5 separate regions of the Mus musculus genome follow, and regions 1, 3, 4 and 5 are each linked to region 2. Evidence: chromatin contacts called from public HiCAR-type, HiChIP or PLAC-seq and promoter capture Hi-C data. All regions are on one chromosome and are shown on one strand. The core of a region is the stretch at or near the end of the contact, and the rest is flanking DNA. Distances in the headings are between cores, read along the strand shown. Region 1 holds the start of Zrsr2 (zinc finger (CCCH type), RNA binding motif and serine/arginine rich 2). Region 2 holds the start of Ctps2 (cytidine 5'-triphosphate synthase 2). Region 3 holds the start of Pir (pirin). Region 4 overlaps Vegfd (vascular endothelial growth factor D). Region 5 holds the start of Piga (phosphatidylinositol glycan anchor biosynthesis, class A).

Evidence for each region. Promoter capture Hi-C pulls out the DNA fragments that hold promoters and counts their contacts. HiCAR-type assays count read pairs that join an accessible place to other places. HiChIP or PLAC-seq counts read pairs in DNA pulled down with a chosen protein or histone mark.
Region 1: a contact with region 2 is called in an H3K27ac HiChIP or PLAC-seq map of thymic regulatory T cells, with 12 times the contacts expected there. The contact joins the promoter of Zrsr2 here to the promoter of Ctps2 in region 2. A contact is called at or near these places in 21 of 39 promoter capture datasets (the 3T3-L1 cell line, the C10 cell line, the HPC-7 cell line and 13 more), 3 of 484 Hi-C or Micro-C datasets (CD4 T cells, embryonic fibroblasts and natural killer cells), 26 of 115 datasets of contacts at active chromatin or transcription factors (the 230-238 cell line, SST interneurons, astrocytes and 16 more) and 3 of 9 other capture datasets (adipose tissue, embryonic stem cells and liver).
Region 3: a contact with region 2 is called in an H3K27ac HiChIP or PLAC-seq map of embryonic stem cells, with 11 times the contacts expected there. The contact joins the promoter of Pir here to the promoter of Ctps2 in region 2. A contact is called at or near these places in 3 of 39 promoter capture datasets (the C10 cell line, cranial neural crest and liver), 1 of 115 datasets of contacts at active chromatin or transcription factors (embryonic stem cells) and 1 of 9 other capture datasets (adipose tissue).
Region 4: a contact with region 2 is called in a HiCAR-type map of embryonic stem cells, with 9 times the contacts expected there. The contact joins the enhancer-like site here to the promoter of Ctps2 in region 2. A contact is called at or near these places in 6 of 39 promoter capture datasets (cranial neural crest, frontonasal cranial neural crest, hippocampal neurons and 3 more), 2 of 484 Hi-C or Micro-C datasets (cardiomyocytes and forebrain) and 8 of 115 datasets of contacts at active chromatin or transcription factors (T-cell acute lymphoblastic leukemia, astrocytes, double positive thymocytes and 4 more).
Region 5: a contact with region 2 is called in a promoter capture Hi-C map of pre-B cells, with 9 times the contacts expected there. The contact joins the promoter of Piga here to the promoter of Ctps2 in region 2. A contact is called at or near these places in 13 of 39 promoter capture datasets (the HPC-7 cell line, HPC-7-derived erythroid cells, the SN4741 cell line and 10 more), 3 of 484 Hi-C or Micro-C datasets (CD4 T cells, double positive thymocytes and embryonic stem cells), 4 of 115 datasets of contacts at active chromatin or transcription factors (embryonic forebrain, embryonic stem cells, large pre-B cells and 1 more) and 2 of 9 other capture datasets (adipose tissue and liver).

The regions. Positions count from the first base shown.
Region 1 is chrX:163,955,433-163,960,546 of GRCm38.p6, forward strand. Zrsr2 (zinc finger (CCCH type), RNA binding motif and serine/arginine rich 2) reads right to left here and starts at 3,234. Exons shown (of 11, transcript NM_009453.3): 1 at 2,842-3,234; 2 at 2,484-2,563; 3 at 1,040-1,121. The coding sequence starts at 2,894. Gm38561 (a long non-coding RNA gene) reads left to right here and starts at 3,309. Exons shown (of 4, transcript XR_878297.3): 1 at 3,309-3,413.
Region 2 is chrX:162,899,278-162,903,797 of GRCm38.p6, forward strand. Ctps2 (cytidine 5'-triphosphate synthase 2) reads left to right here and starts at 2,283. Exons shown (of 19, transcript NM_001168568.1): 1 at 2,283-2,470; 2 at 4,157-4,361. The coding sequence starts at 4,196.
Region 3 is chrX:164,268,098-164,273,104 of GRCm38.p6, forward strand. Pir (pirin) reads left to right here and starts at 1,334. Exons shown (of 10, transcript NM_027153.3): 1 at 1,334-1,580; 2 at 3,506-3,634. The coding sequence starts at 3,539.
Region 4 is chrX:164,378,930-164,384,211 of GRCm38.p6, forward strand. The region is part of intron 1 of Vegfd (vascular endothelial growth factor D); the gene reads left to right. Among named protein-coding and RNA genes, the nearest start is that of Vegfd, 8.0 kb to the left of the region's middle. Within about 2 kb of position 3,327, at least 242 of the 459 cell types and tissues checked have an H3K27ac peak or open chromatin away from gene starts, as enhancers often do. A contact at or near this core is called in embryonic stem cells, hippocampal neurons, regulatory T cell precursor and 1 more, where this site is marked.
Region 5 is chrX:164,416,017-164,421,149 of GRCm38.p6, forward strand. Piga (phosphatidylinositol glycan anchor biosynthesis, class A) reads left to right here and starts at 3,764. Exons shown (of 6, transcript NM_011081.3): 1 at 3,764-3,824.

The DNA.
Region 1 (5,114 bases), core at 1,984-4,483, 1.1 Mb after region 2:
GAGCTTATAGAACAAGACCCTTGCCTAAAACAAACATACAAACAAAGCATACCTCCCCAAAAGGTAATGTCACCTTAAATCAATAAGTCCCAGACATCCAACAGTATAAGATTCTCATTTAAAATCTTTATTTGACTAGGTTTCTAACCACCTAGGAAACACTGCTCTGGTCATGTCTGTTGCGGGAGTTTCCAGAAGTTATTAACTGAGGAAGAAGACTTACCCTAAATGAAGCCATCTGTGGACTAGAGTTCCTGGCTGGAGTAGTAAGGGGAAAGGGAAAAATGAAGCTGAGTCCCTGCTCCCTGACTACAGACAACCTGGAGCAGTTACTTCTAGATTGTTCCTGCTGCCACAGCAGAACAGCTCTCATCACCATACTGTCCCCACTCTGGTGAACTATAGAAGACTAAAAACTATGAATAAACAATTATGCTACATCCATATAGCTTACGTTATACTGTCAATAGAATTAGGCCTTTATGTCAACACTTTATATGTATATTTACTATACATACATACATACACACACACATATATTTATCAATAAGAAATAAAAAATACTTCCACTAAAAAAACAAAACAAAACAAAACAGCCGGGCGTGGTGGTGCACGCCTTTAATCCTAGCACTCGGGAGGCAGATTTCTGAGTTCAAGAGCAGCCTGGTCTACAAAGTAAGTTCCAGGACAGCCAGGGCTATACAGAGAAACCCTGTCTCAAAAACCAAAACAAAAAACAAACAAAAAAAAAACCAAAACAACAAAATAGGTACAGTGGCACATGCCAGTAATTCCAGCATTTGGTAGGCTAAGGCAGTAAGATCCTGAGTTGGAGACTAGTCTGGATTTGTCACACAAAAAAAGAAAGAGAGGAAAAAAAAAGACACCTAACTTTAGCCTGTCAGCTAGGGATTTAGTTTGTAAGAGGTTATTTTCCAAAACCCATTTTTTTACAAGATTTTATATGAAAAGCCGCTACTAGTTGGTAGACAGCTGATATTACAATAAAATGAGTTTAAGTGTTTCAGTTAGTACTGACCTCTCTTCCTCTAACAACCTTTCTTCTTCTAGTCGTTTTTCTTCAGCAAGAGGATCTTCTTCCTCCTCTTTCTGTGCCAATTCTGTAGAAATTCAAATACTTTATTAAGTAAAGTCTCACAATCCTTGGTCAGTTATTCATGCAAAAAAGATAAATATTTAACCTTTATAATTATGGTAAAAACCTAAACTTAAGGCATAGTGGGAAAGCTTTTAATCCCAGCACTCAGAAGGCAGAAGCAAATGGATCTCTGAGTTCAGGCCAGCTTGGTCTACACAGTAAATTCCAGCCAAGGCTATATAGATCCTACCTCAAAAAAAAAATCTTAAAAAGAATAGTAGTTATAAGCTTCCACATGTGTGCTGGGCCTTGAACTCTGACTCTGGTCCCCCTGCCCCTCTCTCCTGAGTGCTGGGGTAAAGGCGTATAGCACCAGAGTGCTGGCTAAGCGGGCGTTCTTAAGCATTCCTCTAACCGCACTTCTTTTTAATCAATGCTTCCATCATGATACTCATGGCATGGCTGTACAACGAGTTCAGAATCAAACAAGAAAAGGAGAGGGGGAAGAGAGGGAAAGAGAGCCTGCAAATATTTAATGATTTTACAAAGTTATAGAAGTACTCATGAATATTTAAGTGTTCTATTTTTTTTCAACTCTGTGTACACTGGAAGACTTTTCAAAAATAAATAAATAAAAATCTGGCAAAATAGTTTTAATGGAAGAAAAGTTTATACCTTCTATTCAAAGTTTAAATTTGAAGGGGGAAAAAAAGAATGCCAGTTGAGACAAGTGGGAGGGGATAACTGACATGAGCTTAGGAAATTGTAGCAGATTAGCTTCAGACTTAAAGCAGGAGGGTTTTGTCATCAGTAACACAACAGCTTACTGTTCCTTTTTGTTTTCATCCTTGATGTTGGAGCCTGCCTCTCCTGAACTAGTTCTCAAGTACTGTTCCACAGTCTCCGGTGGTAAGGCTGGCCATCACCTTAACCTAGCACTGCTGTGGGAGCTCAACCCTCTTGCCTGCATTTGTAAGTGCTTGGTCATCTTATAAACATCTAATTTTATGAATCTACTAAATGTATAGCTCTACCACTTAGAATATCGGGTTCTGTCACGTGCGGGCCATTTTTAAGTGGTGTGGTGGCTAGCTGCAGAGATGAGCTGGGCAGGAAATCGAGGGAAGCAGCTGCATGGGCTGGGGGTGTAGCTCACTTGGCAGAGTGGTTTGCCTAGCACGCACGAACCGATCAACTTGCAAAGTGCCATGGTCGCCGAAACTCTGTCACCCCGACACTTCGAAGGCAGAGGCAGGAGGATCAGAAGTTTAAGAGTCGTCCTCATTTACGTGGCGGATGTAAGGGCAGCCTAGCCTGTCTGAGGCCGCGTGGGAGGGCGGAGCAGGAAGAGAGGGAGCAATTCCACATCCAGAGCAACAACTACCTGCCTCTCTGAGCCGAGCGAGCGCCTGCCGTCGCCTCTTACGTCTCTCCTTCTTCCGGAGGGCCAAGTACTTCTTACGGCTGGAAGATTGAAAAAACGCGCGCGCGCGCGCGCACGCGCACACACAGAGTGAGCATCCGCACACCCGGCTCTGCACCCTCAGGCCAGGGGCCAGCCTAGGACAGCGCTCGGAGGCAAAGGAAGAAGGCAGGCTAGCCCGCGCCGGTCGCCCCGTCCGTCCCCCGCCCCTCCTTCCGCTCCCCCCCTGCGCCCCGCCCCCCATCTCCTCGGGCGGCCCGGGACAGCCCCGGAGATAGTCGTCCCCGCCCCAGTCGCCTCGCCTCGTCATTTCCTATACCTCAGTTTCTGCGGCCCCGCCGTAGCGTCCGCCGTAGCCCCCGCCGTTTCCATACTGCTGTCGCTGTGTTCTCCCACGGCAAGGTCTCAGCGGAAGCAGCCACCCAGGTCCTCGGTCGCCCACTCCGCGCGGCCACCAACCGGTACCTGCCCAAGACGGAAGGAGACGGCTTTCTTCCCGCAGCTGGTCAGCCAGGCGCCGCGGCCTGAGAAAACAGACCCTCAAAGAGGCCGCCGCAGCCACCGCGGCAGACCTGAGTTTTCCTCCCTCGGCCAGTCAGCCAGGCATCGCGGGCTGAGAAAATGTCTCCTCACCGAAGCCGCCCCCCGGAGATCTTCCACCCCCGGAAACTCGTGCCCCAGCTCCTCGGGGCCTCGCGGGGGCCTTAGCACCGCCCCTTGCCCAGAATTCAAGGCGTTAAGGCCTAGCTCCGCCCCCTCCCATCTAAATTCCAAGGCGACGCCTCTAGGTCCCGCCTCTCTCCGCGGCTCCACCCATGAGCGCCCCAGACGAAGTTTAAGAATCCGCTTCCTCTTTGCAAAACCTGCTGGCTCTGGTTCCAAAGGAATCAGGTTTGTGACCCTTGTTCTTAATCCTGAGAAGCAGAGAGGGACCGGAGTTAAGTGCAGGGGAACGGGATCTGTTCGGCTGGCTCTGGAGTTGTGCTTGGAGAAAGAGGAAAAAAAAAACAAGCCGAAAGCGTCTGGAGGTGAAACTGACTGGAATGTGCTGGGAAGCAGGGAATTTTGTTACTGGAACAAAAGTGCAAGGCAAGGGTATCTAGAGATTGGCTGCTGCTACCCCATGCCTTTGTGCAAAGGGGAGGAGGGCTGGAGAAGAGAGCTCAGCTGTAACTGTAATGAGAGCTTTACTACTATTTCATAAGATACAAGTTTGGTTCCCAGCACCCACCAGACAGTTCACAACCATCTGTAACTCCAGTTTCAGGGGATCCTGTGCTGCAAACACGCAATGGACATACATAAAATAAATCTTTAAAAACATTTACATATGCAACGAGAAAATGTCCCTCTTCTTAATCCTCGGCTGGCTTTTGCAGCCTGCCTCTAGGATCTTGGTTCCCTGTGTTTGTTGAGGAGTCTCCTTCTACTCCCTGCCTCTGGGGAACGCAGACCCCCAGGCTGCTGCTGCGGAGGTTGAGCTGGACAACTATAGCAGTCTCCAGGAGTGTTTTTTTTTAATGGGGAAATTTTACGTTGCAATGTAAAGGATTAAATTAGCAGGACAAGGTAGTTCACACCTAATCCAATACTCTTAGAACTTAAGAAACTAAGGCAAGAGGATCAGGGGTTCAAGGTCAACCTTGGCTATTTAGAGAGTTCAAGGCCAACTTGAGCTACCTGACACTTCCATTAAAAAAGAATTGGTGGCTCAGGCCTTTAATTCCAGCACTTGGGAGGCAGAGGCAGGTGGATTTCTGAGTTCGAGACTAGCCTTGTCTACAGAGTGAGTTCCAGGACAGCCAGGGATATACAGAGAAACCCTGTCTCGAAAAACAAACAAAAATAAAATAAATAAGAAAGACAAGAAAAAGGTAATACTGTATCACAATCATCTAGGTGAGGTGTGATGTGGAACTAGAGAGGAAAATAAAAATAGGGCTGGCAGATGATTAAGCAGGTAAAGATGCTGAGGATCTAAACTCGATCCCCAAGGACCTATATAGCAGGAGAGAACAGACTCCCACACATTGTCCTCTTTGGCATGCATTCCCACATTAAATAAATAAATATAAAAACAACAAGTGGGCAAGAGACAAGAAGGCAAGAGTAAGAGGCAAGAGAGTGAGGAGGTGGCAAGCAGCCCCTTTTATAGTGGACCAGGCCTACCTGGCTGTTGCCAGGTAACTGTGGGGAGGAGCATACCTGACTGTTGGCAGGTAACTATGCAGGTGGAGTTTAGACAGAATGCTAACACTTTGCTCTTTCTGCTCTCAAGGGCATCAGTGGACATCTCCTTCACCTTCTGCGGCAACTTCCCCCGCAGTGCTTATCAGAAGCCTTACCTGGGGCCACAAGTTTCTTGTTTTGTCACAATTGATGAACTCTTAGTTCCTGGATTTTGTTGAGTTTGTTGTTGTCATTGTTGTTGTTGTTACTTTGTTGTTTGTCTTGTCTTGTCTTGTCTTGTCTTGTCTTATTAGAGTGTCTCTGTAGCTCTGACTGTCCTGAAGCTTGCTTTATAGACCAGGCTAACCTTGAACTCAGGGATCCTCCTGCCTCTAGCTCCTGAGTGCTGGGGTTAAAAGTAAG
Region 2 (4,520 bases), core at 1,033-3,532:
AGGTGCTGACAATGAAACCTAAAGCCTTGCAAGTTCTTTCTTAGCTTTTTGAACAGTCCATCCCTACATTATACAGCTTACTTAGACTTGCTATCTGGCTCAGAACAATTGCTGACTTTTACTTCTGTTTAGAATGTAGTTAGAGACTATGTTTTTTTATTTTTATTTTTGTAAAGTGGTGATTGTAGTTTCTCTTCCAGGTTCCATGACTTTACAAGCCCCAGGCAGTTGGCTAGATTTCCAGTACCAGGCAGGACGTCCCTCTTGTTAAATGGGGTTTAAGACCAATTAGAGAGCTGTTGGTTACCACAAACGTATATGTGCCACTGCTGTACCCTTAGCTTATCATGCCATGCTGGGCCTTGGTGTGGTTCATAGGTGTTACAGCTGATTGATCTCCTTCCTTTGGAAGCTCGCATGGCACCTTCAGGTACCAGGAAAGTGGATGCTTAGGGAGGAAGCTTTTAGGTCAGATCCAGTTCAGGTACCTCTGGGCCTTCTGAAGGCTATTGTGTCTTCAGCAAAAGGGATTTTCCTTTCACTTCTGATAGGCAATCAAAGGCAACATCGATAGCTTACAATGTGTTGGGAATCCCTTGAACGACTCTGACCAACAACTCAAAAGGGGACTTCTCATAACTGGGGCTGGGGTTTGTTGGATGGTCTCTGACTCTTGGCCCAGATGGGAACATTTCACTTAAACTATATATGTATATACAGACTCATGTGCTTTATGTAATTTTAGGTAGATGATAATATGATGCTTTATGACTTCTGGAAGTCATTGTTTCTGTTATTTTAGTTTCCTCCCTCCTTCTGTATTTATCTCCCTTCTCTTATGAAGGGCATTGAGGTTGTTTCCATATGGTGAACAGAGTGGCAATACTTATTTGATTTTATGTGTGTGGGTGTTTTGCCTCCATGTATGTTAATGCATAACATTCATGCCTGGTACCTGAAGGGACCAGAAGAAGGTATAATATCCTGGAACTTGCCTTTCTCTGAGTCCCAAGTGCTGGGATGACTGATGTGAGCCACCAAGCCTGGCTTTCCTTTGAAATCTTGCCTTCCAATATCATACCCTCTGCTGCTAAACTTGCTGGGGCTTTTGCCTTCTTCAATCCCTCTCTTTCCCGTTTTCCTGCTGTCCAATAGGCTCTGGTGGATTTCAGTCTCTGACCTCCAGGATTAGACCTTTGGCCCTCTACTACATTTACATTCTAAAGAGGCTCCCACTTTGCCCTACTTGACACAATTCATAAAACTGGTTTTGTTAGAGATCTAGATTTATATAGATTACAACTGGCTTTTCGTTCGTAGTTGTGTTTCTAAACTCCACGAGGTCTTCAGTAACGTTTGTCTAAGTTTTGAGTCCTGTTTTATCCTTGTTACTCAAAAATCTCATGGTCATTTGGGAGGCAAGGGCAGGAGATTATTCTAAGTTTGAGACGAGCCTGGTCTGCATACAGATCTCCAGGAGAGCCAGTGACACAATGCACCTCTTACTGTTGCTGAGGTCTCACATAACCCAGACTGGCCTGGAATTTACTAAGTATTCAAGGGGGATCTGGAACTTCTGTTTCCTTTTGTTTCCATGTTCCGTCGCTGCAATACAGTTATGTACTACCATGCGTTTGATGTAGTGTATTAAGATACAGTGTGATCTTTCTTGTATTTGCTAGGCAAGCACTCTACCAAATGAGCTACATCTCCAGTCCTAGCCTGTCTTAAAAACCAAATAAAATAAAATAAAATAAAATAAAATAAAATAAATTCGCGGCTTTTCTAAAACGTCTGCTCCCTTCAAACCTGTGTCCAGTTAGATCTTTTATTTTTCAGTTGTTTTTCCTCCTTTCCTACACCTGAAACAGCCTTGGGTGTCCTTTGCCACACTTATCTTTTAAACACTCCCCCAAAGTCGCTTTGGAAGCCTTCTCTCCTACTTAGCTCTGCTCCTCCTCTCTTCCTAACTTTGGGCTAATGAAGTTCATTTACCAATGAACATGTAGATGGGCAGTGAGCTCCTAGGCAAGAATTCTGCTTTGTTTTCCTCCTTTCCCACCTTTTGCGGTGGTGGACCGCTGGGCTGCACTGTAGCAGATGGTCAAACATTTATGGTGAGTGAAGTTGGCGGGAGAATCCAAGCAAGGGGCTAGGCTAGTCGTGGGGTGGGGGTGGGGGTTCAGAGCAGTCCTGGAGCCTTCAGGGGCTGGCCTGAAGCTAGCTAACCACAGGAGGGAGGGGAGGAGGAAGGGGGTAGGGAGGGGGAAAGGGGGGAGGGAGGGGCCGGCCCATACTGTGGCCTGGGGCCAAGGACGTCTAGAGCAGAGGGTGATGGGAGCTGCCTGTGCTATAGGAAACACTTTTTAGGCGCTTGTTTTGTACTGTCCCTGGAACCCAACGCTGCAGCACTCGCAATTTCACAACCAGCGTGAGTCAGCTGGGCCGGCTGCCGGACTGCGAGGGGAAGGTGGGTGAGGAGGGCTCCTCAGTCCCTGGGGGCAGGCAGGATCGAGTGGTGACCAGAGAGCCCTAGATGCGGTCCCTGCACCCGTAGGACAGGTGAGCGCCAGGCCAGGCTGGCCGCTGGGTGGAGCCGCGTGAGCCACCCTCCAGGGCGCCCTCGCCACTGCACAGGTAACACCCCTCCTGGGCCTCTTCCCCTCCGGCCTCGGTGCCTAGAACACCATTTGTCCCCCGGGACCATTTCGGCCTTGCCCGCAGCACATTTGGGGCCTGGGCAGTTTTGTCCCCTTATAGCTGGTGCCCACGCCCAGCCCACAGCCATTCGCATCTCCCACATAGTGTTCGAAAACCTAGGCGATCCAATGGGCCTTGGGGACAGGGTGGGGGTGGGGTAAGGACAACACCCACTAGTGCCGGGTGCTCAGTCAGAGCCTGTCTCCTGGAGGTAGCTAGTGACCCGGGCTCCAAATCGGCGCGTCCCTGGGGTGTGCCTCTCCGCGCTGGATTTCACACCCCAAGCCCTATTTTTCTCTGCTTTGTGGAGCCCCGAGATGGCGTTGGCGGAAGTGAAACCACGAGACAGTGGGGCGAGCTCCGCGGGGACGGTTTTGAGTAGGCTTTCTGCACCAGCGTACAGGTTAAACAACAACCCTTCTAGCTGGCATGCTAAACTCTACCACCTGGGGGAGGCGGATGACGTCTTCAAAACAATTGATGTGTACTTTATGCTCTTGAAATGTGCCATTTCACATCAGGTCTGTGGGGTTTGACTAGATTTAGACCGTTTTCACCAACCTACAGAGGTCCTTGGTGCTCTTTTTCTTCTAGACAGTTCATTTCCCTACTCCGCCCCCTTGCACTGTTTTGATGATCACTGTCTTGGCTTAGTTTTGCTCATCACGTCATAAATCGGACATAAATCGGGCTTATCCTGTAAGTACTTCTTTGTGTTCGATTTATATTACTTTTAAAATGAGCATCGTTAGAAAGGTGTCTCTTGGTGTAGGCCTGCACAGTGGAGTGGAAATGCATGTGTGGCAAGTTGGAACAGAGATGTGTTTTAATTTGAAACCCCCCACTCCAAGCTTAGTACAAAGCTGTAACATATAGCTCACAATTGTTGCATCCATTCTCTGTCTCTGTCTCTCTCTCTGTCTCTCTGTCTCTGTCTCTCTCTGTTTGTTTCTTCTTTCTTGTTTGAGGCAGGGTCTCACTGTGTAGCCACAACTTGCCTGGAACTTGTTGTGTAGACCAGGCAGCCCTTTAACTTAGAGAGACCTACCTGTCTTTGTCTCTTGAGTACTGGGACTCATACTAGCTAACTTTATATTGTTTTTTTTTTTTGAGCTTCTTACTCTGTAGTCCAGTCTGGCTTGGATCTAATTATGTAGCCTGGGCTGGGTTTGAACTCAGAACTGTCTTCCTGCCTCAGGATTATAGGCATTGGCTATCTTACCCAATTTTTTCAACTCTAATTCTTTTTTTTTTTTCACTTCAAGTTTTATTGTGTCTCTTGCATGGTCTGCAGATAGTTTTACAGTTCATTTGCTATAGGAACTGAGCTGTGATCTAAACAATCAATGAAATGTTATTCCAACCTTAATAAATATTCATAACCATGGAAGATGGCATAGCACTTATCCTACAGCGATGACAGTCAACTCTAATTCTTAATTTGGTTGTTTCTCAGATTGCATCTGGGTATTGGCAGTCACCTATTCGCCCGCCAATGAAGTATATCCTGGTTACTGGTGGGGTCATCTCAGGCATTGGTAAAGGGATTATCGCCAGCAGCATTGGGACTATTCTCAAGTCATGTGGACTCCGAGTTACTGCCATCAAAATTGACCCCTATATTAACATCGATGCTGGAACTTTCTCACCTTATGAACATGGTATGAAAAGGAATCTTTTCCTTTTAAAGCCTTAAACTTTATTTTTGCTATACTAAATACACATACTTTGCAATGATTTCTTCTCTGTGTGTGTTTTTAAATTTGTATTTATGTGTATATGTGTCTGTATGTGCTATGTGTTTGCAGGTTCCTACAGGG
Region 3 (5,007 bases), core at 84-2,583, 1.4 Mb after region 2:
CATGTCATCCTTGTACAAAGGCCATGATATTTTCCTCTCTACTGTTCCCATTTTTAGTGTGTTCTGCCCAATTGAGCACCAAGGAAAAGTCTTTGTTCTTCCACTTCCCCATTCTTCTACAGCAGAAATCTGTAGTCTGAAAGGTAAGAATGCCTTTTCACATCTTGAGGTTGAAGAGCTTGGGGATCTAGCTCAGTTGGTAGATTGCTTGCCTAGAATACACAAAGCCCCGGGTTCAGTCTCCAGCACCATGTAAAACTGGGCACGCTGGTGAATGCTTCACTGTAACCCTAACACTTGGGAACTGTGGGAAGGAAAGTCAGAAGTTCAAGGTTATCCTAGGCTCTCTAGGGAGGTAAGACCAGCCGGGGATATGGGGAACCATGCCCCCCAAAAACCAGCTGAAATATAAAGTCAAAAGAAGACTTTCATGACAGCTGAGAATTGTACGAATTCAAAACATAATCTTATGAATTCTAATTTCATTATCCAAAATCAAATTTTTATTAAAACACAGCCACCACACTCAGCAGGCGTTGTCTCTGGCTGTTTCTGGCTACAAAAGCAAATGGGAGCAGTCTCCACGGAAGACCCACAGAGCTGGAAAGTAAAAAGACATTTACTGTTTATTCCTTTTCAGTTTCCCAGGCTCGTAGTTTTGTTTTTGTTTTGTTTTTTTTAAAGAGGCATCACTTTCACTCTTTTTCCAAGAAAAGACAATGAACTTCCGGGTATCTAAAGAACATTGCGTATGGTAGCCTGTCTTCTGATTAAAAGTCCTAGGAAAACTAGATTGCTTCCTGGCTGTGGACAAACCCTCACCTCCTGAGGCTAACTCTCTAAGGCCTGCTCTTGAAGCCCAACAAAACTCAAGCCCTTCTATGATTCCCTATTAGAGTGTGCCTTCTCTTTCAGCAGGAACAGAGATTCTTTGGTTCTTACATCTGCTCTGCCTCTGCCCCATTCTCATTGGCAAACAGCAAGAAGCGTATTTATTTATGAGAGATAACTGTGTAGTACCTATGCGGAGACATGCTCATTTCATTCTCATTACAGCCTTACAGTCTTGGTCCTGTCAGCTTTACCACGCTCATTTCACTGGGGATAATGCATAGAGAGGCTGAGTCACTCCCCCAAACGGGACAAGTGGTTAGAAAACATTCTTGCTCATACGAAGCGTTGGGTGACAAGATGACTTGAGTGAGGACAGGTTTTCCAAGAGATTCTAAGGGGCTGCAGAGCACTTGAGTGTCCCATACATTCCTGGGAGGCGGGCAGCGCGCCCCCAAGAGGCCGGGGTGCGCATCACTCTTTGGACCGACTTTCAAAAGGCAGATCCAGAGAGCCATGGGGCGGAGTCAGAGAATCCAAACCCAGGGTAAATAAAGGGTGTGTCCCCCGGTCCAAGGCCCCTGAGACCTAGAGACTCCCGCCTTCTGGAGGCCCGCAACAAAGCGCTGAGTCACGCTGACTGACGGCTGGCGCTCCGCAAACCTGTCCTCCCTTTGCTGTGTCCCTGCCGCTGTGGAGTCTAGGCACCTCCGACTGTGGCCTCCCTCCTGGGCCTGCGCTACTGCCCAGTGAGTGGCCTGGGGAACTCAGCCCTCGTGAGAGTGGTGTGTGTATGTGTGTGTGTGTGTGTTGGGGGTGGGAGGAATGCTCCGACCAGTTTTCATGATGCTGTCTTTCCCAGCTCACTACTGGGGCTCGGAGGGGAGCTGAGGGAGGGAAATGCTTAAATAGCCACCACGATTTGAGATGATAGCTTGGTTTTTCTCTTGGCAACACACTGCAATTAGTTAACTGCTTTATCCTTGTTCCTGTGTATAGGGCCTAAATGTGGGAGTCTGGAAGAAGCCAGAAAAATTAGGTGGAGGCAAAACTACTTACTAGTCGCTTATGTGTGGATGATTACGGGGCTGGACTCAGAAGTTCATTTCTGTCTCCCACATTTCATGGCCCAATAGATGCATGTTGTTTGCCTGCTAGAGAGGATCCGTTTTAGGATCTGCCTTCACAAACTGAAGGGTGCTTCTATGTTGAGTCCCTATAAAGAACAGCAGCTCACTTTCTTACAGCCCTATTTACATCCTTTGAGGCAGACGCTTCTTAATCCCATTGTATAGATGGAAAAGCTGAGACACACAGCATCCCAAATGAAAGCAGCCTGGAATGTGGCAAAACTGAGATGTAAATCTGAGGTGTCCAGTTCCAGAATCTGCCTGTTATTAAAGTGCTTCTCTTAGTTTAAGGAATCTTTGAAGGATTGGTTAGAGTTCATATGGTGATCAGATCTGGGGCTTGGAATTACTTGTCTGCAAACACCTGAAGTTAGAAGTGTGTGTGTGTGTGTGTGTGGGGGGGGGTGATTGTATTTGTTGTGTGATATTTCCTTGGTTAGGACTTAGACTTCAATCAATAATGGAACACTTTTGAATAATAAATGTAGTATATGTGTTGTTCCTGAATCATCGGTTCCATTGCCTGGGGTACTTCATAAATGGTTTGTCTGTGCTTTAGAGGACTTTATTAAGAAGTTCAAAGATTTCTTGCCTAAAAAATTACCTGCACAAGATCTACATAAAATTAAGTCAGCCAGTAAGAATACCAACACAGATGGGAGAAGGTTCCACGAAGTACCACCCCTAACTGAGGAACTTGGGCAGTTGGAGGCTGCTGGGGTAGGAAGTGTCAGTTCTCTTTAAGGAACTGACCCCTATTAGGATGCCCATGCTTCAGTAGATGACCCAACACCCATTCGTATAAGAATGGGCATCACTTAGTCTCAGTAGGCTATGGAAAATACAAGATTACATTGGGAGTGAGATGTGGAGCAGGGGTCTGAAAGGAGTTGGAAGGGGAACAAAGGGTTGCTATGATTAAAAAAACCCGCATTGTAAACATGCTTAATATTATTAAGAGATGAATTTTTAAAAATGGCCACGGACTTTAGAGATAGATGAGTATTTGAATTCAGTGGCCCTTGCAGATTTCCTTCCATGCCAGCATCATCATATTCTGGTGAGAGTCACATACCCCTAGTGTTTTCCATTTGCTTCCAGTATCACCAAAAGAGCTCCCACTTCCATCTTCCACCGCATGTCGTGGGGTAGCCATTGAAGGGTGTGTGCACGGTGTGAGGAGGTCAAGTATGCCTGCCACTGAAGGGAAGCGTAGAAAATGTTCTTTAGATATCCCTGCTGAGTTCTTCCAAAGAGTTGCTATTGTGAACTTTTGGACAAGATGACTGCAGGATTCTAAGAGGTAACTGCTAATAATAGGGTTCTAGGTACCTCGTAAATACTAATACATGCACACCATAGCTGTGTTTCTAAAAATCACCTAATCTAGGCCATGATCATAGTCAGTATTCAGTAAATTGCCACTATAAAGATTTGGAGCAAGTCTAATGTTAATATCCTTAGTTTATAATCTGTAGATATTTCCTCCATTGTGATTTCTTTTGTTGTTTATTGTCTTTCTTCTTTCTTTCCATCTTCTACAGCTCAACATCAGAACTTTCTTTATAAACTTCAAAATGGCATCCTCTAAAAAGGTTACTCTCTCAGTGCTCAGCCGGGAGCAGTCAGAGGGGGTAGGAGCACGTGTGCGCAGAAGCATTGGCAGACCCGAGGTACGCAGGGTGGATGAGTACATCCCACTTTGAGTTTTCCTTTCTAAAGCGACTAGTGGGATATTGAATGGGGATTTGGAGAGAGAAGGCCAAGCTGGTCTCAAGCTTCCCTGTGTTATTCCAGTGGGAGAAACATGGAACTCCACAACTGGGGCCCCGTGTGGATCAACACCAGCCTAAAGGAGGTTTCTAGTATGCAGATAATTAGGTTCTGGGTAGCAGGTGCAGCTCTGGGAGATGTGACTGGTCTTCTGTACATATCCATGTACTGGCTTGAGCTGAGAAGCATGCTGGCTGTCAGCCACAGCATGCATATCCTCAGATGTGCCCAGTGCATATCCTCTCCATCCTTGCTTACATGCTCATGCTTCAGTGCATGGGTAACTATGCATCTCAGCATCAGATTCCTAGGAAAAGCAACCTGATTGGCTGCACATGGGTCAGCTCTCTGTCTAATCACACAGAATAAAGGATTTGTATTTGTGCACCGAGGTCCAGCTCTATGCACCTTCGTGTGTGTATGTGGGGGGAGAGCATAAGGGAACTCAGAGACTGTACCTCTAGATGTTTTCCAACATCAGAGAAGGTCTTTATTGGAATACTAGGGAATACATGAAATTTAGGGACGGATCTTAGATGCATAGAAAGTTATGAAATAATGGTCCCAGCCAAAGGCCATAGTGCCATGCTATATTAACTGTTGCGAATAAGAGAAGAAATGCATTGTAGGGACAGGTTGCATTTTGGGAAATAGGGCTGATTTGTAGCTCTTACCCTCTACTCCAGAAATTTCCTACTGCCTCATTGCTAAGCTTTATCTCTCTTGTTGCATAGAAGTTACTGTGTCTGCATTTTGACTCAAAAGTGTGTTTGAAAGCATTCACGGACTTGTATTGTACACCAAGTTTGGTTTGTTTTGCTTCATTCTGCAGTACTGGGGATTATACACAGGGAAGCCCTTGCACATGCTAGGCAAGCACTCTACCACTGAGTTCCAGCCACAGCCCTCTTTTTTGGAGCTGTTTTAATCTATCTATCTATCTATCTATCTATCTATCTATCTATCTATCTATCTATCTATCTATCTATTTTTGAGACCAGAGTCTCATTAAGTTGCCTAGGCTGGCCTTATACTTGAAATCCTCCTGCTTCAGCCTCCTGAGCAGCTGGGATTTCCGGGCTCACCTTTGCTTGTAGGGTTTGAAAAGTCATCGCTGTCTTCAGTGAGTGCTATCCTACACTGTTGATGGCTTTGATGTCTTACATTTTAAAAATTTAGCAAAAAATGTGTATGTGTGTGTTTGTACGCATGTGTGCGAGTGTGCAAGTGTGTGTGTATGTATGTGTGTGGTTTTTTTTTTTTTTTTTGAGAC
Region 4 (5,282 bases), core at 2,077-4,576, 1.5 Mb after region 2:
GGAAGGTGAGCAGCGAGCAGAAGTGCAGTTGTCACAGTTGGAAAAGTAGCAGGGTGGGGGTGAGCTCCAATAGAACTTTATAGATGCTACAATTTTAATTTATGTAAATTTTATGCACCAGGTAACCTTGTTTTCATTAGTTCCAACCATTTAGAAGGCAAAAGCTTCTTCTTAACTCACAGGCTGTTCAAAAACAGGCTCAACCCTGTGGCTCATGGGGCACAGTTTACACCTCGGATTCAGTGTTGGTACACTGTTTGATTTTGTTGATGGCATACATCTGTGTCTGACATTTGTGGTCTGTTTGTCCCTGTTGATTACACCCTCACCATGAGGATGGAGGCTTTTCAGCAGAGGGGTGTATCATTGTTTTGTTTGCTGCTGTGTTCTAACCACCACTTTGCAAAGCCTGTCGCACAGTAGATGCCAAAAGCGGTATTTATTGGCTGGTTGATAGACTAGCCTTGGATGATTCTGACATGGTCAGGTCAAAGACAATACTGGACAGTCTCTGGTCATCACCATGGCTCACCTGGCTTCATGATTTGTATAAAATCCAGAACCATTTTTAAGGTAGTGTATTTAGCCTGTTATTTTACTGTGGGAATGAGATAAGGTTTACACGACTTGGTTGAAGAATTCAGAAATGTCCTTCCAGCCCTAGGCCATCAAACAGGGAGTTCACTTCCAGAACCCAAAGATAGAAAGTGAAGTCACTTTAGGCCATTCTTTCAGTCTGATGATCACAGAAAGAAAGCTACACAAAACAGCATCTAGCCATACAGTGTCTGTGCACCACTTAGACACCCTCCTGTCTTTATCTCTGAAAGCCTTCAGAGGCCCTATCTGTTTTCATCTTGGGCGCTAATAGAAAGATGTGGAAATTTTTGACAAAGATACTCTGGTCAGATGCTGTCTTAGTGAGTTGCTCGGAAACCCTTTCTCCCTGGGAGAAAGCAAGCTGTACATTCAGTTCAGTAAACACGTGTGGAATGTCTTCCATGTGCCAAGCACATGAGTGGACACGATGCTTCTTATAAAATAAAGATGTCTTAGTCATTTTTGTGTCTTACCAACCTCTGGGGAGTTCACTTTGGCCTGTATCAAGGATTATTTTAATGCCTGAAACTGAAAGTAATATTAAAATTTCTTTTTAAATTTCATTTAGTATGCTTCTCTCATATTTTCTATCTCAACTGTAGTTTCTCCTCCCAGCCTATCCCTCCCAACCCCCCCCCCACCTCCCCCAGATCCACTCCTCCTCTGTTTCCCTTCACAAAAGGGCAGATCTCTCATGATACCAACCAAACATGGCATATCAAGCTGCAGTAAGACTAGGCACCTCCCCTCATATTAAGGCTGGATGAAGTAACCCAGTAAGGAGGAGAAGGGTCCCAAAGGCAGGCAAAAAAATCAGAGACAGCCCCTGCTCCCACTGTTAGGAGTCCCACAAGAACACCAAGCTGCACACTGTAACATATATGCAGAGGGCCTAGGGCAGTTCCTTGCAGGCTCCCTGATTATTGGTTCTGTCTCTGTGAGCCCCTGTGACCCCCTGGTAAGTTGATTCTGTGGGCCATGTTCTCCTGGTGTCCTTGGCCCCTCTGGTTCCTACCATCCTTCCTCTCTCCCTCTTCTGCAGGATTCCCTGATCTCTGCCTAATGTTTGACTAGGGGTCTTTGCATCAGCTTCCATCAGTTGCTAGATGAAGCCTCTCTGATGATGAGTATGCTAGGCTCTGGTATAAGAGTATAGTAGAGTACCATTAGGAATCATTTCACTGATTTATTTATTGCCAGTTGTGCCTAGGTCTCTAGATGATCCAGTCCGTGGCTCCTGGCCCTCCAGGCGTGTCAGGCATTGGCTCTCCTGGAATGGGTCTCAAGTTGGACCAGTCATTAGTTAGCTACTCCCACAACTTCTGTGTTACCTATACCTCAGCACATCTTGAAGGCAGGAAAAATTGTAGGTCAAAGGTTTTGTGGCTGAGTTGGTGTCCCAATACTTATACTTGAAAATTTGTGTAGTTACAGAAGATAGCCAGTTCAGGATTCATATCTTCCATTGCTAGGAGTCTAAGCTAGGGTCACCCTCATAAATTCCTGGGAGTTTCCATTGCACTAGATTTCTACCTCACTCCCGACGTGACTGGAGAGATGGCTCAGCCATTAAAAGCTAGGCTCCCAACCAAAAATACTAAATTTCTACAAGATTTATTTCACCATTAACTGATCTCACTAAATAACTATAGATAGCACTGACATGTTGGAGTATCGCTTTTTGGAAAAAGGAAATCAACATTAAAATAAAAATTATTTCCGGAGAGAGAAAAATATTTTGCTGTTCTGTTGTGACTGGAACTCTTTAGAAAGTATAATTTTTATTGAATGAATATGAATAGCCGCCTCAGACACAGTAAAAGTTTAATTCTGTGCGGTGGGAGGGTCTCGGTTCCGGTGGGGGAATTTGGTTTTTGTTTGTGTAGGGATTCATTGTGGGGACGAGGAAGGTAGAGGAAAGAGTCTGGTACTTTAGTGAGACCTGCCCGGAAGATGGCGAAGACTGGAATCAGGAGAGACATGAACACTGAACAAAAATAAAAATAAAGAAACAAGGGAGGGCAGAGTGAGAAGAGACGACCATGGGACAGAAAAAAAAAAAAAGGAAGACAACTAGGGAAGGACTTAAAACTGACGACAGAGGGTCGAAAAGACAAGGACTTAGGGAAAAGAAAGGAGAACCCCACCCTCCAAACCAGACTGGTGGGACCAGGGAGGGGGCTGGGTGAGGGGACTGGAAGCTTTGGAGACCTCCGCGGGGCAGAAGAGATCTAGTCCAACCAGATACAAGGAATAGGCCCCTTGTTCCCTCCCCCAGGTCCCGGGTAGGGTAGGGGACTGGTGTCTCAGTGCTGCAATGGGGGGTGGGGGGTGCGCCCCTCCCCCAGTCCCTCCTCAAGCTTCACTTTGTTTTTCTTTTTTCTAATTGGATATCTTCTTCATTTACATTTCAAATGCTATCCCCTTTCCTGGTTTCCTCTCCAAAAGTCTCCTATACCCCGCCCCCCCCAGCCCTGCTCCCCAACCCACCCACTCTGGCTTCACTTTGAAAGGTACCGCTCTGGCGACGTCCGCCAACGCGCAGCGGGGCGGGGCAGAGGGGTGGAGTCGGAGAGGCCGGTGGCCTGCTTCCAATCCAGTGAGAGTGGGCGCGGCCTGGACTGCGGCCGGCCCCGCCCCTCGCTCATCTTTTCTCCCCAACCTCCTCGCACCCTGCGGATTGAGCAACTAAGTACCACCCACATGTGTCCAGATGCCTGTGTGCTCGCCGCTCACTGGATTCTCTCCAAGTCCATTCGGTGCTGGTGAAGGTTAGGCGTGCCCGGGCAGAGCCCAACCCCAAGTCTCCATCCTCCCCGGCCGCGCTCCCTCCTGCCCCATTCAGGTGTGGTGTGGACCAGTGGTACTTGTCCTCCTGGCGCTGCTCGGGTAACTGTGACTCTGGAACAGTGCTCTGCATCTGTTTCTATTGATTGCTGGGAGAAACCTCTCTGATGACAATTAGGCTAGGGATCAATCTATGAGTACAGCAGAATATCATTTTTTTATCCTAAGTCACTGGACTTTCCAACCTCAGGGTTCTGGTCTTCCAGGCTGTGTCAGGAGCTCTTTTTTCCTTTTGAAACTGTGGTCCAAACCTGTAAAATAGGACTTTGATGATAAGGTCAATTCATCAGTATTTTTAAAAGCTTTCCTCCACATGCATTCAAGGTGAAAGGAAATCTAGGAACCTCTGCTCCAAATCCTTCCCAAGAGGGAATGAATAAAGCAACCAACACTGTGGCCATTTCTTAGTGGCCTGTTAGGAATGTAACCACCTTGAAGGTCTCTAGAACCAGCTTTGCTCTGTGTATAGTAAGATGTATAAGAAGACAAAGTAGCATTGCAGAGACCTTCAACCCCGTGCTTTAAAAACTGGTTGTTGGAGCTAAAAACCATCAGAGAATGATTTGTTATTTAAGAGGAGAATCTTAACAGTCTTGGACTAATTACAGAACCAAGGCAGCCACTCTAATAAGAAGCAGCGACCTGGGAATGCTGTCTCTCGGCCTCTCATCTTGCTGGGTGATTTTAATCAGTTTAGATCTGATTAGCACTTGTATCTGAGAACTGGAAGAAATCAAGAGCAACTCATTTGGCAAAAGTTCAGCAATGAAAACCACTGCAATCCAAGGTTTAAGTGTGTGTTTGGGACAATAGTCACACTTTGATGTTGAGTTTTCTCATACACATGTGGATAACATAAAGTTGATTACACAAATATCCACCAGTGTAGAATGCCAATTAGAAAGAGATCCATTTTCAACACTTCCCAAATGTATGCCCTAGATAAATTACTTGCTTTTTTTTTTTTGAGTCGTTAGTGTTTCCATTTAGAATTATCAAGGGACTGTTTCCAATTTCTCAGTTATTTCATATTAGGTTTCCGTTAGCAGACTAAGAAGGCTTTCAATAGCTTTGAGTATGAAAGTCAATGTTGTGGTTTTACAAAGAAACAAGTCATAGGAGATATTTAGTCTTCACATCATTTAATATTTTAATTCAGTCTGCAGGATTACTACTTCATCCTGAGGTTTTTTAGCATAGGATTTAAGAAAAAAAAGAACCTGAAATTGAATTGAGACCTGTAAGAAGTACAAAGCCATATATCAGCTTTATCCAAGGATGGTATTGGATGAAATTTTACCTCCATAAATGAAAATTCTTTCATCAAAGTACAATTTAATAATTTTTCATCTAAAATTATAGAGGGGGTTCATACATGAGTACTTCTGCATTTATTATTTTCACCTTTCCCTTTCCCCCATCCAATTCCTTCTGACTCTCCCCTCCTCCTTAAATTCATGATCTCTTCTTCTATAATTATTGTTACACACATAACTGTGCATGAGCATGCACATGTGCACACACAGACACATACATACACTGAGCCCAACTTAAGAATCTTTCTGTAAAGTATCTGTTGACCTTCCTCACTAGCTTACTGAAGCAATGCTGTCAAACCTTTTATCTTGAAGATTGAATAGATGTGAGGTAGCTTTTCCATAGAATTAGAAAGAGGAGGTGAATGGTCAGGCAAAGAGGCCATTGGCAAATTAGGATCATCATGTGTAACAGTTGTCATGGAAATGAGCAAGTGTTCAGTTTTGTCTACAGTGTTCTCAACTAAAGAAGCTGAGCCATGCTACTCAAGTTCAGCAACCTGCTCACACACCCCAACT
Region 5 (5,133 bases), core at 2,514-5,013, 1.5 Mb after region 2:
CCTCCAACTCACAGAGATCTACATCCTTTTTGCCTTCGCCTCCGGAGTCCTGGGATCTAAAGGTATGTGTCAGCACACCTGGCTGTGTTGGGACTCTTGGTGCTCAGATGGTGGAAGGATCCAAGCAGACTCCAGCTCCTTCCCCTTCTCATTTCCCTGTAAGTTTCCCTGTCTTTCTGTACTGCCTTAGAATTCCCTCTAGATTAGTTCTTGATAAGATTTTTTTCCCTTCTGAAACCCTTCAAGCCAGTCCTCCAGGGCCTTGGGACTCTCTGATCTGCCAAACTACCACTGGAATGGTCTCTTAGGCTCAGCTTACAGTGTTCTAGGGCTTTTCAAAGGTGCAAGCACCACCTTTGGTCAGATTCCCCACAGTAATGGTTCCATTTTCAAGTACCAATTTTCTGTATTTGTTATATTTCTCACTGCTGTGAGCAAAGGACAGCAGCAACTTAAGGGAGGGATTGCTTTGACTCACTTCTTTTTTTTTTTATGGTACGCAGCTTCAACTTTACCAGGATACTGGGGATCAAAGCCAACTCCTTGGGCATGCTAGGCATGCCATTGCTGACTTATTTCCCTCTCCAGCCCCACGTTTTAAAAGTGTTTAATTAATAACTTGTTCACATTTTCTAATTGGTTATTTACTACCAGTTGGTGTTTGCTTTGACATACTTTTCTCAAAAACTTTTATCTTGAGTTTTTTTCCTATTTATCTATTATTTTAATTGCACTTGGAGTGGATTCAATTTCCCTTGCTACATGTCTGTGTGTCTTTCTTAATATTACCTCTATCCTAATACTTTGGAATTTCTCTGAGAGAAATTCTCACCTCCATGAGAGTATGTCTGTGAGATATAGACCACACAAGCAGTGTTAATGGCATACTGAAGATGACTTTGTAAGTAGCTCAATTCTGTTAGTAAGGGTTTATCTCTCGACAGGCATCAACTGCTGCAATGAAGTTTTTCATATCCATTATCAAGTGTGTGTGTGGGGGGTGAGTATCAGGCAAGTTATCTGTTGCTGTGTGCTGTGTAACAAACTTCATTGAAACTTTGTATCTTCAGTCAAAAATGACTCTCGAGATGATGATTATGGTGGTGGTGGTGATTATTATTATTATTATTATTATTATTATTATTATTATTATTCCTGATTCTGTTGGTTGACCAGGATTGGCTACACGGTTATATTGTTCCACACAGCGCAGGAAGCCATTCAATTAAAGTAGAACTCAAGGTAAGATGGAATGGCCAACATGAGTCTCATTCTTCCAAGTCTTTCTCCATGTGGCTGTTCTCATTTAACATCCTGCCTAGGCTTCTTCACACAAATAACCATAAGCTCTTAAGAGGAAAGGCTACAACAGGGCATGGCCCAGTGCATAAACATTTACGAAGCATTTGCTGCATCTCGTTTGCTCAGGGTATCATTAGTGAAGCAAGCCACATGGTCAAGCCCCAGACTCAATGTGGGAGGGATTAAATACAGGTTATCAGTTGATGGGTCATTTATTGAAGGCCACCAATGTAAAAATTTCTCACAAAGCTAGTTCCTGTCCCTAGCCACACATGGATTCTGCCAGTATTTATTATTCCGTAGGAGCTAATCCCTGGTCCATGTTTTACTTCCACTCGAGATTTGTCTAGGGCCTAGGTAGCTTTTCATCTTGATTAACAATTTGCAATTTTGATTCTGCGTCTCTTTGGTTCTACCTCTCTCATTTATATTATATCTGAAATTTTCGATTTGAAGCAGAACAAGGAAGAGTGTCACAAAATAATGATTGAAAAATGTCATCTTTGCTGGAAATCTGGGTCAGCATCAAGTACATTTTCTTCAGCAATTTTTCTTAAGCATTCGACCAGTTTGCTCTAACTCTTACTGACAATGCCAGTATTCTGGCTAAATCTCTTCCCTACCTCTTTCTTGTATAATTGCACAAAAATATCTTTTGAACAGTCAGCATCTGCCTCTGTATCTTTATTCACTTTTTTTTTCTTGAAAGGATCTTGTTCTCAACTTTTATGGACACCCCCTACTTCTTGTTTCATAAATGTTGGTAGATAGAAATACTTTTTTCTCTGAAGCTCCCAGCCTTTTCCCACATATTTCCCTTAGCAATTCCTTTTCTCATAGACAGTTCCATATGCTTCAGTTTCATTTTGGTTTGGAAATAGTACTCTTGCCAAGTTTTCTCTTTGTGTACTTTGCATATAGATAGCCAGCCAGCTTTCACTACATGTGTGAGGTGCCTCCCACTCTAAAATTATCCAAGGAAGCTTATTTACATATGAATTTGCAAAGAACTAAATTTCAAGGGAAGATGCTGACTACTTTATTTGACATCTTTTCTTTTTAGACTATTTGATAGTACAACTGGCATTGGCTGCCTTCATACCTTATCATCAGAATATCCAGCACAGCAATATTTTAGTCAAATTCTAGTGGCTTCCAAGAACGTTCTCTAAAGCAGTGTTTCTTAACCTTCCTAATGCTGTGGTGTGATGACCCACAACCATAAAATTATTTTCTTTGCTACTTCATAACTGTAATTTTGCTACTATTATGAATCGTCATGTAAATACCTCCTATACAGGATACCTCAAAGGGGTCCTGACACACTGGTTGAGAGTCTTTGAAGGCATGCTTTGTGGTCGTTCAGGCAGAATACTACAGTTCAAATCTGCTACAACTTTTTTGTTTTGTTTTGTTTTTCCAGACAGGTTCTCTGTGTAGCCCTGGCTGCCCTGGAACTCATTCTGTAGACCAGGCTGGCCTCGAACTCAAAAATCTGCCTGCCTCTGCCTCCCAAGTGCTGGGATTAAAGGCGTGCGCCACCACACCTGGCACAACTTTTTGTTTTGTTTTAGAAAATACCCTTAACTTTACCACAAGCTTCAAGTGGATGCCAGTCATGGTGATGGTGTTGTTGCTTAGAAAACAATTTATTCTAGAAAATGCAGGAATGGCCATGCTGGGGAATCTGCAGGTACCAACTATAAAGAGCAGGTGACTATTACAACAATCGAGAGATTCTGTCTTCTTGGCCAAGCACAATCTGGCTCCAGACCGCAAGACAGTTTTGGCTGAGGACTGCAGCAGCTTGAGCGGGAGCGTTTCAGGTTATACCTAAGATTCCCTGACACCCCCCCCCCCCCATAGAGTTGTAAGACAAAAACAAAATCTGAACTTTTAAAAGGAAAGTCCTCAGTCTTTAGGACACGCACAGATATGTAGATCTAAGATTCAAAGTTCAGAGTTTAGTTTTGACTTGCTGTGATTTTTCTTTATTTTTGTACTTTTATGCATCACATTTAGCAATCCTGCCAGAATAACAAGAATGGATGTGGTTGGTTTGGCTGTGGTACCATACTGACTAGAAACGCCCTGGCCTTGATTTCCCCGCCCCCTACCCTGCCCTTCCTCTTATCCCCGCCCTCCCCGCATTCCCGCTCCTCCCCCCAGCCCCCGGCCCGGCCCGGCCCCGCCTGGTCTCTCTAACCGGAAGGAGGCGGGGAGAGACCGGGCTTCCTGAAAAGAGACGCAGTAACTAAGCAACCAGGGCACTTACGCCCGGGACCTTCCGCAGCTCTTAGGAGACGTGCTCCTGCGCTCGCTGACGCTACAATCCCGCGCTAGAGACTTGGGCCCGACTGGGCGTCTCTCTTCTACGTAATTCAGAACCTCTGTGTGATTGGTTATCATGGGGGCGCGGCGCTCGGATCGCGGACGCTTCTGATTGGTGCTTTGGAGCAGCGGGGCGGGATTCTGTTAACTGCCGCGGGAGGTCCGGACAGTGGCGGCCATGGGACTGGAGGGTAAGTACGCGTCTTGGCTGTCCTTTCTAACGTTCTCGGTCTCTCTGGATGGGGTTGTGCCGTTCTCACAGGACCGTGGCAGGCTGTGGAGGAGGTGAAGCCTACTCTATCTGAGGCCCGGAAGTCGGGTCCGTGGGTCTCCGTAATCAAATGGGGATTGAGGGTGCCTTGAGGGTTGGAACTGGTTCTTAGACTGAGTTTAGTAGAGCGAGTGACTGGAATCTTAGGACGTTTTTCCGAGTCCCTTTGGGTCTGGCCGGATCTTGTCTCATCCTGGGGTGCTGGCTGGTGGACCCGGGCTGATCCTCTTTGGCTCTAGTACACCCGAGCTGCCTCTCAGGGAGTGCGTGTGCACTGCCTTGGGACTGGATTAAAGTATACTTCTCTTGATTTCTCAGCCCTGTCCGAGCCCCCTCTAAGGATCCTCAGAAGCTTCTACTAATAAGGGAGTTCCCTGGGCACGATTGAGAATTTTGAGGACTTCTTGACTTTGTCATTTACATGGCTTGGGTAGGGAAGTTGTACAGATCGCTTAGCATGTAGGGCTGGAGAGAGAATTGACCAGATTTTACAGCCTCTATTCACTTATAGAAGCCAAGATTCAGTGAGTATTTTCACATACTTTCATTTGGTTCATTATTTCTGTTCTTATCATTCACTTCTTAAAACGGGATAGGACTAAAGGACCAGGTTTAGATGACACATGACAGTAGCACAGCATTAGCCACTTGAGGCTTTGCTTTCCCCTTTTGCAAACTTCATATTTTCTTGCTTCCATTATTTGTTTACTTACTGGTTGTAAATTTGGTCTTCCCTCCTCTTTTTTTCCAGTTTATGTGTCCGGGTGCCCCCATGTAGCTGTCTTACCCTGCCCTAGAACCCTCAATTCTCTGTCTCCCAAGCACGTGCTCCTTTCTTTCCTGCCTCCTCCCTCTGAATTTCTGAGACGATTTTAAATGTAGGTGAATTTGTGGGAGAAAATGGACACATGTAGTTGCAGGTGAGAGCTGAAACTCAGAGAGTTAGGATAGTAATCCTCCATTGAGTTCTTTGTAGACTTGTAGATCTCAACTAAGGCGGATTTTTGCCAGATCTCTAAAGCTGTGGCATTAAAAGTCTAAGCATCTATAGAACAGAGTATTGAATGAGCACTTCATATGAGCATCACTTTAGGGAACTCCTAAAGGGAACTTTTCTTAGCCTTAGATGTAGGAAAGAGCCCACATGTAAAGCCTGTGTCCTGTTCCATTTCCTTTCAGGGTCTACACTGAAAGGGTGCTCAGGGGAAAGGCTTCCATAATTAAAAGAA